Regions from separate parts of the Sus scrofa genome. Here region 2 is linked to region 1. The links are chromatin contacts, called in public HiChIP or PLAC-seq maps. All regions are on one chromosome and are shown on one strand. The core of a region is the stretch at or near the end of the contact, and the rest is flanking DNA. Distances in the headings are between cores, read along the strand shown. Region 1 holds the start of CXCL8 (C-X-C motif chemokine ligand 8). Region 2 has its middle 58 kb from the start of PPBP.

The links. HiChIP or PLAC-seq counts read pairs in DNA pulled down with a chosen protein or histone mark.
Region 2: an H3K27ac HiChIP or PLAC-seq map of alveolar macrophages shows a contact between it and region 1, with 4 times the contacts expected there. The contact joins two enhancer-like sites. A contact is called at or near these places in 2 of 47 Hi-C or Micro-C datasets (alveolar macrophages and skeletal muscle) and 2 of 2 datasets of contacts at active chromatin or transcription factors (alveolar macrophages and skeletal muscle).

What each region holds. Positions count from the first base shown.
Region 1 is chr8:69,932,202-69,938,331 of Sscrofa11.1, forward strand. CXCL8 (C-X-C motif chemokine ligand 8) reads left to right here and starts at 445. Exons shown (of 4, transcript NM_213867.1): 1 at 445-591; 2 at 1,606-1,741; 3 at 2,030-2,113; 4 at 2,541-3,660. The coding sequence starts at 528. The coding sequence ends at 2,568. Within about 2 kb of position 4,185, at least 2 of the 83 cell types and tissues checked have an H3K27ac peak or open chromatin away from gene starts, as enhancers often do. A contact at or near this core is called in alveolar macrophages, where this site is marked.
Region 2 is chr8:70,076,754-70,083,136 of Sscrofa11.1, forward strand. No RefSeq gene overlaps it. Among named protein-coding and RNA genes, the nearest start is that of PPBP, 58 kb to the left of the region's middle. Within about 2 kb of position 4,673, at least 5 of the 83 cell types and tissues checked have an H3K27ac peak or open chromatin away from gene starts, as enhancers often do. A contact at or near this core is called in alveolar macrophages, where this site is marked.

The DNA.
Region 1 (6,130 bases), core at 2,935-5,434:
TCTACTATTACAGCTCATCTAATTTACCTAAAGAAGTAATTGTGCCATAAAAGAATAATCACAAATGATAGTCCTCTAACAGCTGCCAGATAGTACCATGATAAAGCTACTTACAAATACAAAAGATGGCAATTGACAATAGGGTTCAAACTAGGAAAAACTGAAGCATCTTAAACAATATTTTAAAACGTGTTAAAAGAGACATGCTTTTTAACAAAATCAAAACAATTAAATTCTTTGAAAGATCAGGTAAGAAGCTCAATGCTGCTGAAAACATGATAAGAAACCAATCATTAGAGGAGTCAGATGACTCAGGTCTGCTCTCAAAGGGCGGGGGGATGGTTGCGTAGTGTGGAATTTCCTCTGACATGATGTAAGCATGAGGGCGCACATGTTCCCTACTCTTGAGATGGTATAAAAAGCCACAGGAGCTCTCCATCCAGCACAAGTCCCCTGGGACAGCAGAGCTCACAAGCTCCTAGGACCAGAGCCAGGAAGAGACTAGAAAGAAAACAGCTCGTGTCAACATGACTTCCAAACTGGCTGTTGCCTTCTTGGCAGTTTTCCTGCTTTCTGCAGCTCTCTGTGAGGGTAAGCAATATTTCTGATGTATAGAGTGTTCCTGTGTCTAAATGTGGTCCTCAGATAGCAAGATGATCGCAAAGGCCTTGATAAACATCTTTTTTATTTAAGGAAAGAAAACCAAGGATGGTTTTCTTTCCTTAAATAAAAATTGAATGTTAAATTTTTAGATGACATCAGAACGATATTTAGAAAAGTATAAAGTTGATTTATAATACATGTTCTATTCCTATCATTCATACTCTATAGCATGAATATATTTAACATTAGAGTATATCTTATCGGAGGCCACAATAAGAGGTCCCTAAATTAACTATTGAGTAAGGTAACGCAGGTAATTTGGCTCCATCTACTATTTCATTGACAAACTTCAGACAACTATCAATGGTTCTTTGGCTTAAACATATCTTGACAGATTATAAACTCTATTGGGATCCCTCTGATGAAAGAAATATAGTTTAAAATTATTATGATATATCTAATGATATATATATATACTGTATGTATTTTTACATATCATACTGTATTTCTTTCAGTATTCATTTAAACAGTGTGTGTATGTGTATATATATATATATATATATATATATATTCTTTTATGCATTAAGGATTTTGTTAAGATATAGGACAATCTCTGTGCCACTCCCATCTTTCTCTATTAATTCTTCCTGAAGGTATTTCCTTATTGGTGGATCTTAGCTTGCCTAACATCAATAGCACTGTGGTATCCCAGAAGATTATGCCATATCAAGTAGGAGGAAAAAGTACTGTGATGATGTCAGCATTGCCTAAAGACAACTCAAAGTCTTTATGTCATTCAGGATTGTCAAGAATGACTCTTCTTAAAACAAAGAGAAAACTGAGATCAGGGGCTAGGAGACTATCTAGCCATCAATTTCAGGACTAAGTTTGCTAAAGATGTGATTTTTACCAAATGCATAGTCATCAAATGACCACACTGGAATTAATGAGCATAAAGCCTCTTGATGAAATTAATCCTTAATTGCCTTTTTTTGCCCACAGCTGCAGTTCTGGCAAGAGTAAGTGCAGAACTTCGATGCCAGTGCATAAATACGCATTCCACACCTTTCCACCCCAAATTTATCAAGGAACTGAGAGTGATTGAGAGTGGACCCCACTGTGAAAATTCAGAAATCATGTAAGTAATTTCAAAAGTGATTAGATATTTCACTCTAGCAAACCTAGAATTGGGGGAGGTGGAAGAAACCAACAAAGTTCTAAGAACTATCAATTCATAGTGAGCAAAACAAAAAGGAAAAATTCTTTGTCTGCATGGCATTTAAATATGGCCCCTTCCATGACTCATAGCTAAAAATTGGCTTGGGCTTAGATTTTATGCCTGTACTTAAGGAACCATGACCTGAATGGCAAAAGGATGTTGGAAACCCTTAAATATTGATTTTAACTGTTATCTCTCTCATTTCAGTGTTAAGCTTGTCAATGGAAAAGAGGTCTGCCTGGACCCCAAGGAAAAGTGGGTGCAGAAGGTTGTACAGATATTTTTGAAGAGGTAAGTTTTTTAAAAATTTTGATTATTTATCTTGTGACATACAGTAAAAGTTAGCTTATAAATTTCCAGCTGCTGCTGCAAATTTTCTCTTTTAAGTATCTGCCTCTTTGATGAAAAACAAACAAACAAAGAAATTAGCAGCAACAGTGAGCTTCTTGTACTTGTAATTGGGAGGTAATGCATCCAGAAAGTATGGGCAAGCGTCTTGCCCTGGATCAGTAGTATGTCTCCCTCTCAATCTCAGAAGTGTTTAGATGACAACTTATTTAACCTCTCTATTTATAGTTGAAAATATAGGGTATTTCTAACACATAAATATCTAAGACCCTATTAATATCTATATTAGATATATTTTCAAGAGCGTACATTCCTCCTTATTTAAGTACCGTTCGTTTTTAACTTTTTTAAAAATTTCATTTATTTTTAGAACTGAGAAGCAACAACAACAGCAGTAACAACAACAAGCAAAAACCCATTCTCCGTGGCTCCCAAGAATTTCTCAGTAAAGATGCCAACACAACTTCAATCAAATCTACATCTATGCCTCATTCCTGTGCTGGTCAGACATAGGGTTGCCAGAGAAATCACAGGATGCCCAGTTATATTTGAATATTAAGTAAAACAATGAATTATTTCCAGTGTCCCATGCACGTTGTTCTATACTAACATTTTAAAAATTCTTCGTTGTTTGCTGTAAATTCAAATTTAGCTGGAAATCCTGTTTTGGCTTTTTGTTATTATAATTATTAATATTATTAAATCTTGCAACCCTAGGCTGCTGGCCAGCATTCACAAGTCTCTGCTCAACTGCACCTCAGTTTCTTCTTTATCCCCAAACTGGAGAAAAAGCTTCAGCCCCCATCCTACCTTGAGGACATGTGGATGTACTTTAACTTTGATTGACAGTCATGTAAAATATTTTCAAGTGTAATTTATTCACTTATTTATTATTTATATATTTATTTTAGTATCAAATAGAGTAATGTTTGTGCATGAATTTGGAGAAATGGAAAAGAAGCATTGTTGATAGGATAGTCTCATGATAGTAGTGAATTTCTATTTATTTTACATATTAAGTGGTGTATTATGGAACTATTTTTATCAAGGTCATTGTATTATGATCAGAGTTGCCAGATTTGGCAAATTGTTAAACGAACAGAATACCCAGTTAAGTACATTATTATTTATCTGAAATTTTATTTGAACTAGTTATCCTACTTTTGAAACTCCTAGTCTTGTTTTATGACTGCAAGCTTTGTTATGCAGTGCTGTATTGAATGACGTGAATTTTAAATTAGGACTAGTTTTTTCAAAACAGCAAAAATTCACCAGGCAATATCAATAAAGTCATTTCTTATTATTTATTCTTTATTTTGTACAATTAGATTCTCATAATTTTATTTAAATTATTGTATGTTTTAACACCAACTTTTTTTTACCTTAATTTGTTTTTATGTATTTCCAAAGAGATTCTTTTAGTATTTTTTATGTTACAAAATTGTGAGTGTAACTATAGAACATTTACAATAAAATTTATTATAAAAGTCATCAGGAGTTTGTCTTTCTCTTTGCAGTTTTAAGATTTATTGTTTTATATATTTATATTAAAAAATCATATTTTTATAATTCCTGTCATGGCTCAGTAGTTAATGAACCTAGCTAACATCCATGAGGAAGACAGTTTGATTCCTGGCCTCACTCAGTGGGTTAAGAATCTAGCGTTACCGTGAGCTGTGGTGTAGGCCAGCGGCTACAGCTCTGAGTCCACCCATAGCCTGGGAACCTCCCTATGCCATGGGTGCAGCCCTAAAAAGTCAAAAAGGCAAAGGAAAAAAAGGTCTTATTTTGCTTTAGAAAACATAAATACTTCCTCTTAGTATTATGTGTATTATGCAGAAAATCATAACCTTTATTTGCAGAAAAACAGAACTCCTTGCCAGAGATGAATTACAGTCAGTAGTGTTTTCCATGGAAGGATGAAAATTTTCCCAACTCCTCACTGGACACCATTCTGCTATTAAGGATGACTTCAGATTTTCAGCAGAGAGCCCAGGTGTCTGCACAGCTTAGCACAACTGACACTCAGTAAAAGAGGGAAGAGGGTAGACATAAGGCTCTTCTCAACTAATTGAGGAATACTGACACAAATGAGACAAAGAAACTTAAAATATGTTTAGAGCATATTTGAGAACAAATAAAACAAAACTTTTACAAACGAAAACACAATATAACTAAAAATCTCAATGCCTGAGTTTTACAACAGATTAGACACAGCTGAAAGAAAACTGGAGATTAGGAAATAAACCCAAAGAAATTTACCTGGAATTTATATCAGAGAGATAAAGAGGTAGTAAATTTGAGGGAAAAAAAATGAAAGGCATAGAGGAGACAGGGATAAGGTCATCTTTTTTTTTTTTTTTTTCTTTTTAGGGTCAAACTTGCAGCATATGGAAGTTCCCAGGCTAGGGACTGAATCAGAGCTGTATTTGCCAGCCTACACCACAGCCATAGCAGCACAGCCCAGGATCCCCAACCCAATGAGCGAGGCCAGGGATCAAACCCACATCCTCATGGATACTAGTCAGATTCAGATTCGTTTCTGCTGCACCACAACTGGAACTTCCGTCTTACTTATTTTCAGTTGGAGTTTTACAAGCAGACAAGAAAGGAAGGGTCAGAGACAACACTGAAGTAATGATGGCTGAAAACTTCCCAGAAATGATGAAAAATAACAAACCACAGTTTCAAAACATCTAATTCACCAATTCTTAACTTTGTAATAAAAAAAAAAAAGAATCTTAGAATTTTGATGGACATTTATCCACCTCCCACCTCATCTACTATCACTATTGTGTATTTTAAGTCTCCCCCCCCCCTTTTCTAAGCTTCGCAATTTGGATAAGGAAGCGAGCCCTCTCTGATTTTCTGATTTGTTAGTTCCCACTGCAATCTACTTTTCCTATGTCGTATAGCCCCTTACAATCATTCTGGGTACCCACAACTGTCATCTTCTCTGAGTCAGCATTATTGGTGGTGTGGAGCAAAGCCCGTTCTCTTTTCTAATTCCCACTACCCATTAACACAAAAGTGTGCGGCATAATAGAATTAATAAAATATTTGAGAGTGATGCACAAACAAGAATCAACTGAAAATTCTACCCCAGGACTCACCGTTCCTAGAGGCATTGCTTCCCTCCCTCTAGAGGAAATTTTTGCCCACCTACAGCTCTTCTCAGGCCATGTTGTGGGGCCTCTGCTTCCCCAGAGTTATGCCTAAATTTCATTTCCATATTCTCTTTCATTTCCAAATTCCAGTTTCCTGGTCCTACTCACCTTTGCAGTCATCTTGTAGACCTCAAACACAGTAAATAAAACAGATAACAAATAACTTTAATAAAATGATAATGAGAAAGATACAGGGTTCTTCAGAAGCAGAGAGCAAGGAGTTATCTATGTAAGAGCCTAGGTTTCCTTGTCAAAATCTAAACTAGAATCTGGAGGGTGAGTAGGAGTCAGCCACACAAAGGGAAGAAGGATGCGTGGGCCAGAGTGGTCTAGAAAGCAGGGGAGAAGTAATTCATGTGATTCAAGAAGTGAAAGAATTTCAGTGTGACTGGAATCGGGCTTGAAATAGAAGAAGTACTTACAGATGAAGCTATGCTGAACGGACTGTGGGAAGTTCTAAAGGGCCTAGATTGGGAATTGAAAAACTCTAGTATGGATTCCAATTACCCTCGTTTTAAACTGTGAGCATTTAAGCCATTTTTTTCCCCTGGGTCTCTTTCCAAAACAAAATGGGAAGCTATACAAAGCAACTCAAAAGTCTAATCTTGGGGACTTTTTGTGTGTGTCTTTTTAGGGCGAGCCTGCGGCATAAGGAAATTCCCAGACTCAGGTCGAATCGGAGCTGCAGCTGCCTGCCTACACCACAGCCCCAGCTACTTGGGATCTGAGACGCATCTGCAATCTATACCACAGCTCATGGCAACGCTGGATCCTTAACCCCACTGAGTGGGGC
Region 2 (6,383 bases), core at 3,423-5,922, 150 kb after region 1:
GAACTGAGACTTGAAAGGTAAGTGGGAGTTTGAGGTAGTAAGACTTTACTAGTGAGTGGGTTTTGGAAGTCAGAGAAACCTTAGCCTCTCAAAGTGAATACAGTAGTAGAATCACAGGCATCATGATAAGGCAATGTGGAAAAAATTTTCAAGGAAGTGGAGAATTAGGGGAAAGTTAACCCTATTCTTTTTGGCAGATAGGGTTCTGGCTCAGCACTGGATTTCATGAAGTTTATTCCCAGCTGGTTTGCTTAAATACTAGGATGTAACTCCCTCTGGCTTTATTATTGCCAACTTCTCCCTTTATATGGGTTAAAATTTATAGATGTTTCTTATGGAACTGAGTATGACAACCCGGAGTTGCATTAATATAGGCAACCTCAATGAGAGTGATAGTATCCTTAAAGAGACAAAAAAATTGATGCTTGAAGAATAAAATAGTCTTAGATATTATATTGGTTCATGAATTTCCAAAGGGCTAAAGTTCATGAATTGATGTATCTATGATTTTAACATGTCATGGAGGAGTGGGGGTTGATTAGGAAAATCATGTTGACAAAGTCTCTTTGAGGAGTTCTCTTGCGGCACAGCAGGGTAAGGATCCAGCTTTGTCACTGCAGCAGCTCAGGTCGTTGCTGTGGCTTGGGTTTGGGTTTGATCCCTGGGCTGGAGAACTTAAAAAAAAAAAATTAGAAAGTCTCTTTTTAGGAGACAGAGTAATAAAAATAATGATAACAAACAATATAACAACAACATTGAGAAGTACTGATTTAAAACATGGAAAACCAACACTTAATAAATACCTAATACCCTAATTGCTAATCCCAAAATCATAATTTATCCATCTCTCCCTTTCCCTTTGTTTTCCATGAGTCTGTTTCTGTTTTGTAAATAAATTCATCAGTATCATATTTTAGATTTCACAACATATAAGTGATATCATTTTGTCTGACTTACTTGACTTAGTGTGATAATCTCTACAACAAGGACCTACTGTATAGCACAGGGAATTATATTCAGTATCTTGTAGTAAATACAATGGAAAAGAATATATGTATGTGTATATATGGGTGTGTGTATAACTGAATCACTTTGTGGAACAGGCAAGAAACCCACACAACATTCTTATTTTTTTTTTTTTTTAGGGCCACACCTGCAGCATGTGGAGGTTCCTAGGCTAGGGGTCTAATCGGACCTGCAGCTGCCAGCCTACACCACAGCCACAGCAACTCAGGATCTGAACCAGGTCTGCAACCCGCACCACAGCTCATGGAAACACTGGACCTCAACCCACTGAGTGAGGCCAGGGAGGGAATCTGCAACCTCATTGTTCCTAGTTGGATTTGTTTCCACTGTACAATGATGGGAACTCAAGAACACAACATTCTAAACCAGCTATACTTCAATAGAAAAATTTTTTAAAAATATAAGGTACAACAATATTATTTTAATGGTAATGGATAATATTTATTGAGCACTTACTATATGCCAGGTTCCTTGTAACATTTTTCTGTTTATTTACTCTCCACAACAATCTTATGAAGTAGATACTGCTATTATCCCCACAAACAGTTATAATAGGGCAAAGAGATTTAGTAGTCTTGTTATGAATGAATAAAGAACTATATCATTTAAGTTTAACTAGTTTCCAAAGCCAAATTCTAGAAAATGGGGAGAAAATAGAATATTTCACTATCTTAGACCAAGACAACTTGAAGCCTATTAGTACATGAAAATTCCATTTCATGCAACCTAAGGACCTGGTATGTTTTTATTCATTCATTCATTTAATAAGTCAACAGATAGGCACTGAATGCATCCATGGCCTATTTCTATAAACGGAGGAAACAGCAAACCTCTGTCTTCATGGAGTTTATGTCATAGTGGAGGAGACAAGACAAAGCAAATGAATACATATATCATATAAAATCAGGTTATATTAGGATATATTCTGATAGTTATATCAGAAAAAAAAATGAAAAAGGCCAACGGAAAAAAATCAATGGTCAAGGAAATTGCTAGGATGTTTCAGAAAGACCTTTCTAAGGAGGTGATTTTGGACAGAAAAGTGAATAAAATGAGGGAGCAATCCATGTGAATATCCTGTGGAGGAACATTCCTGGCAGATGGAAGCACCAAGAGCAAAATGCCTGAAAAACCTGAGTGACAAGTTGTAGGAACAATCGGGGGGAAAAGTTGAAATAATGGAATACATGAGAGGGGAAAGCTGGAAAGGTGGCCAGAGAACAAAAAGTAAAGGACTTTGCAGCCATGGAAAATATTTTAGATTTTCCATGTAGTGGAATTGAGAAGCCATTGAAGGCATGAAAGCAAGAGAGTGAAATGTTTTATTTTCTTACAAAATATCACCTGGCTGGAATGTAGAAAATAGATGCTGATGATGGGGAACAATAGCGAAGGCAAAGAGACAAGCTTGGTGGCTGTTCCCGTGGTTCATATGAGGTAGTTACCTTTTTGGACTAAAGAGGTAGCAGTAGGGGTCATGAGAAATATTGAAGGAGGGGTATCTTCTGAAGATAGAGTCAACAGGATTTGCTAGTGGATTTGATGCAGAGTGTAAAAATAAAAAAAAAAATAGTGAAGAATTAAAACAGGCAACACATGGTCCTGTGCAAAAAGTAGACACTCAATAAGTACTTATTGGACTTCAAAAACAAAACCAAAAACAGGCAATATAGTTTTGGTCCTAATAATTCGGTGAATGGTAGTGCCATGTACTAAATAAAGATGAGGAATAAGTAAGTTTGCGTCAGAAAATAACTCGAGGTCTTTCTTGGACATGCAAGGTTTGCATACCAGTGGTAATTAGAGCTGTGGAAGGAGAGAGGTTAATATAGGTCATGACTGTAGATAAAACTGAGAAGAGGTCACACAGGATGGAGGTAGGTACATGCCAGCATTTAGAGGTCAGAAAGTTAAAGACGATCCAGCAATGGAGACCGAAAGAAAAAAACCCAACTTTGTATTTTATATTTGTATTTCACATAACGAATGGCCTGGCTCTTAACATGAATGCACCAAATATGTGACACCTGACAATTGTCCAAATAATGGAGAGAAAATATCTGCCATACTCTCTGAGAAAAGTTGCTTCTTTGATTACAAGTTCTCAGAGGACATTGACCCATGATTAGTGTTTGTTTGTTTGTTTGTTTTGGCTGCACCTGCAGCATGTGGAAGTTTCCTGGCCATGGGCTGAACCCCTGCCACAGCAGTGACCCGGGCCAAGGCAGTGACAATGCAGGATCCTTAATCTGTTGCACCACAAGGGGAGTCCCATGATTAGTGTATTTTGAAGACAGAAATTCTTTGAAATGGCTCAACACTCAATACTCAGTACTATTAGAATAAGAGAAATTATCTCATGACAGGAAAGATGTGTGACAGGGGTAAAACTTTCAACTGGATATTTTTTACTTAAATATTCACCTGCCACCTTAATTTGAGAAAATTACAGACAGGTTCAGACATGTTTGGCATGGTATGGCCATAGACTTAATTTGAGAAAATTACAAATGCAAGCATATTTCTTATCATTGAAGTTACCAGCTTAAAAAAAAAGTAATAGCTAGAGGCAAAGTATCACTTTATAGTGTCACTGAGACACACATTGTGCACACGCGCACCCTTACACATTCTCAGTTTCCGCCTTGATATGGTCTTATTCTTAACAAGAGTGAAGAGAATGTACTGAACTTGCTAGCACGCATGCCCATGTGCTGCTCCTTGCCTTTCTCCACCTTGGTTTGTGCTCCATATTGCCACTGGTCTGGGATCACCTTAAGTCTTAGTTTGAGGTTTAATATTACCCATGCTTTATCATCCAAAGTGAAATATGAGCTAATTTACACCTGGTTCTTCTGTATTCTGTCTGTGCCATCTCCTAGGTTATGAACTTATCCAAGGCAGTCTTTTATTAGGCTGGCCATTATCCATAGGAGTTCAAAATAACATTCAACTTGGGGTAAGAGAAATTCCCCTCCTGGCTCGGTGATTAATGAATCTGACTAGAAACCACGAGGTTGCGGGTTGATCCCTGGCCTTGCTCAGTGGATTAAGGATCTGGCGTTGCCCTGAGCTGTGGTGTAGTTTGCAGATTCAGCTCAGATCCCGCGTTGCAGTGGCTGTGGTGTAGGCCGGTGGCTACAGCTCCGATTGGACTCCTAGCCTGGGAACCTCCATATGCCGCTGGGGCGGCCCAAGAAATGGCAAAAAGACAAAACAAAACAAAACAACAACAACAACAAAAACTTGGGGTAATTAACAAATCTCGTTAGGACAAAGGGGTCTTGCATACTCCATTCATTTACCTGATTTCCAGATGTTCTTCGAATTTTAACCTAGCAATTCATTTTTTACTCAATTATTGAAAGATTTCTTAATGTTTTATTTACTATTTTTATTTATTTTATTTTATTTTATTTATTTATTTATTTATTTATTTTTGCAGGACAGGATCCAAATAACCTGCTATTGTTGGAAACTGGAAGTCACGCTCCCATACTTACTTGAGAAAAATTTTACCCAAGTTTTCAAAGCTCTGCTATTTGCTTCTGCAATGCTCTTCTTGATCGCCTTATACACATGTGATTTCTTCCTCCTTCAAAACCCCGTATCATCTCTCTGACCCTCTCTTACTCCCCCATCCTTTAGTCATTCAGCGGCATGCACTCAGCGGTTCCCTTTTCAGATCATGTAGATTCTTGATGGCAGGTGGCATATCTTATCCCCTGAAGCAATTAGTTCATGGTTTGCACAAAGCAGACACTTAAGATTTATTTAATTGAAAACAATTTCAAAGTACGGCTTGAGAAACCATCCGTAATATTAATCACTTCAGTTATTTCCCACATTTCTCAATTGCAACAAAGAATAGTCTTGAGCAATAAAAAAAGTTCCCAAGTCTTTTCCCTCACATTCCACTTAAGTAGGGTTTACATAAAGTAATGTGACAGCCCAAGTTTTTAACTTCTAACAAGACCCAGCTGCAGGAACATTCAATCACCGTTAGTTCAACTTGTGATAACAAACATGTTTCCTCTGTCTACCTCACAGAACACATTAAGCAGCCTCCAGTTCACAAGGAAAGAAGGAATTTGGCTCCTGGGGAGCATAATTCTATACAGATGGAGCCAAGCAAGACCAAACACTAAACTGAACGACAATAAATGAAATGAGGTGGGGAAAGAACAGGAAATGTATGGTGCCTTAACTGCTTGTGTATTTTAGGGGAATATTATTGCAGCCAGAAAATAACCTAAGGTTTTAAATCACCCAACCCAGAGGATAAATTCTAGGATCATCATTTATTAGCTACTTATCGAATCTGAGATACTATGGGCTATGACATTCTTATTGTATGTACCATTTAGAAAGGGAAAAGTCAGTCAAATAATCTCTGTTTTCCATTAGCAGTAAGCATATTGTGATTTCAGGGATGTGAAAAGGTGATAAAATATACTTCTTAGAAATATTGGAATGTGGAATGGAGCTTAACATCTTTAAAGCTCCATTTTTTTTCCATTCAGTAAAAAAAATGGGTATAAAATACTGCCTTCATAAAGGTCAGTTTCCTTATTATATCCTTTCTTGATCCATCTCAGTATTGACCCAGGGGAGTTGTAATGTACGAAGGTGAAGAACCTGGCACCCAACCTACCGCCAAAGAACAGATCACAGGTGGTGGTACAGGTTGAACTGTAGGTTGTACAGCTCAGGAAAAGCAGGTATTTTACCTGTAAACTTGCTTCTACGCCCTCATGAGGTATCTACCTATGGAGAAGAAGAGGGGGTATTGTGAGGTTAACCAGTCCAATGTCTCAGCTTCTGAGAGGAAAACTAACCTATTTAAGTGGGTGCGTTTGTAATAAATTAACAGGCCTTGTATGACTTAACACTTCCCTCTCAGTTTTCGCGGGGGAGTGACTTGCTCACCTACAGGACATGATCTGCTGTGCTCTCTCCTGGGTATGGGAAGGTTACCCCACAGGAGAAGTATGAGATTTTCCAAGCCACTTTATGCCAGGGTAGGTTCATCTGCCTAATTCTGGGGATCAAGTTTCGGAAGTTCACCTACTCACAGATATAAAACACAAGCTCTAACATCAGCTTTCTTGTTAGTAAAGGTGAGATTTTGGTCTCTTATTTAACTTACATTTTCTTATCTTAACTGGATCAAGACTCACATTTCAGGAAATTGTGAGGGGGTACTATTCGTAAGTTCCCTGAAAACGACCATCATGCCTGCCCTTAACTCTGATGAACAGGCAGACCTCTGTGCTAGAACACAGAAATGATGATAAAAGGTTGCCTGTTCAAGAGGTCATTGGTAGATTCAATTCACCATGTAACTGTCCCTTTCT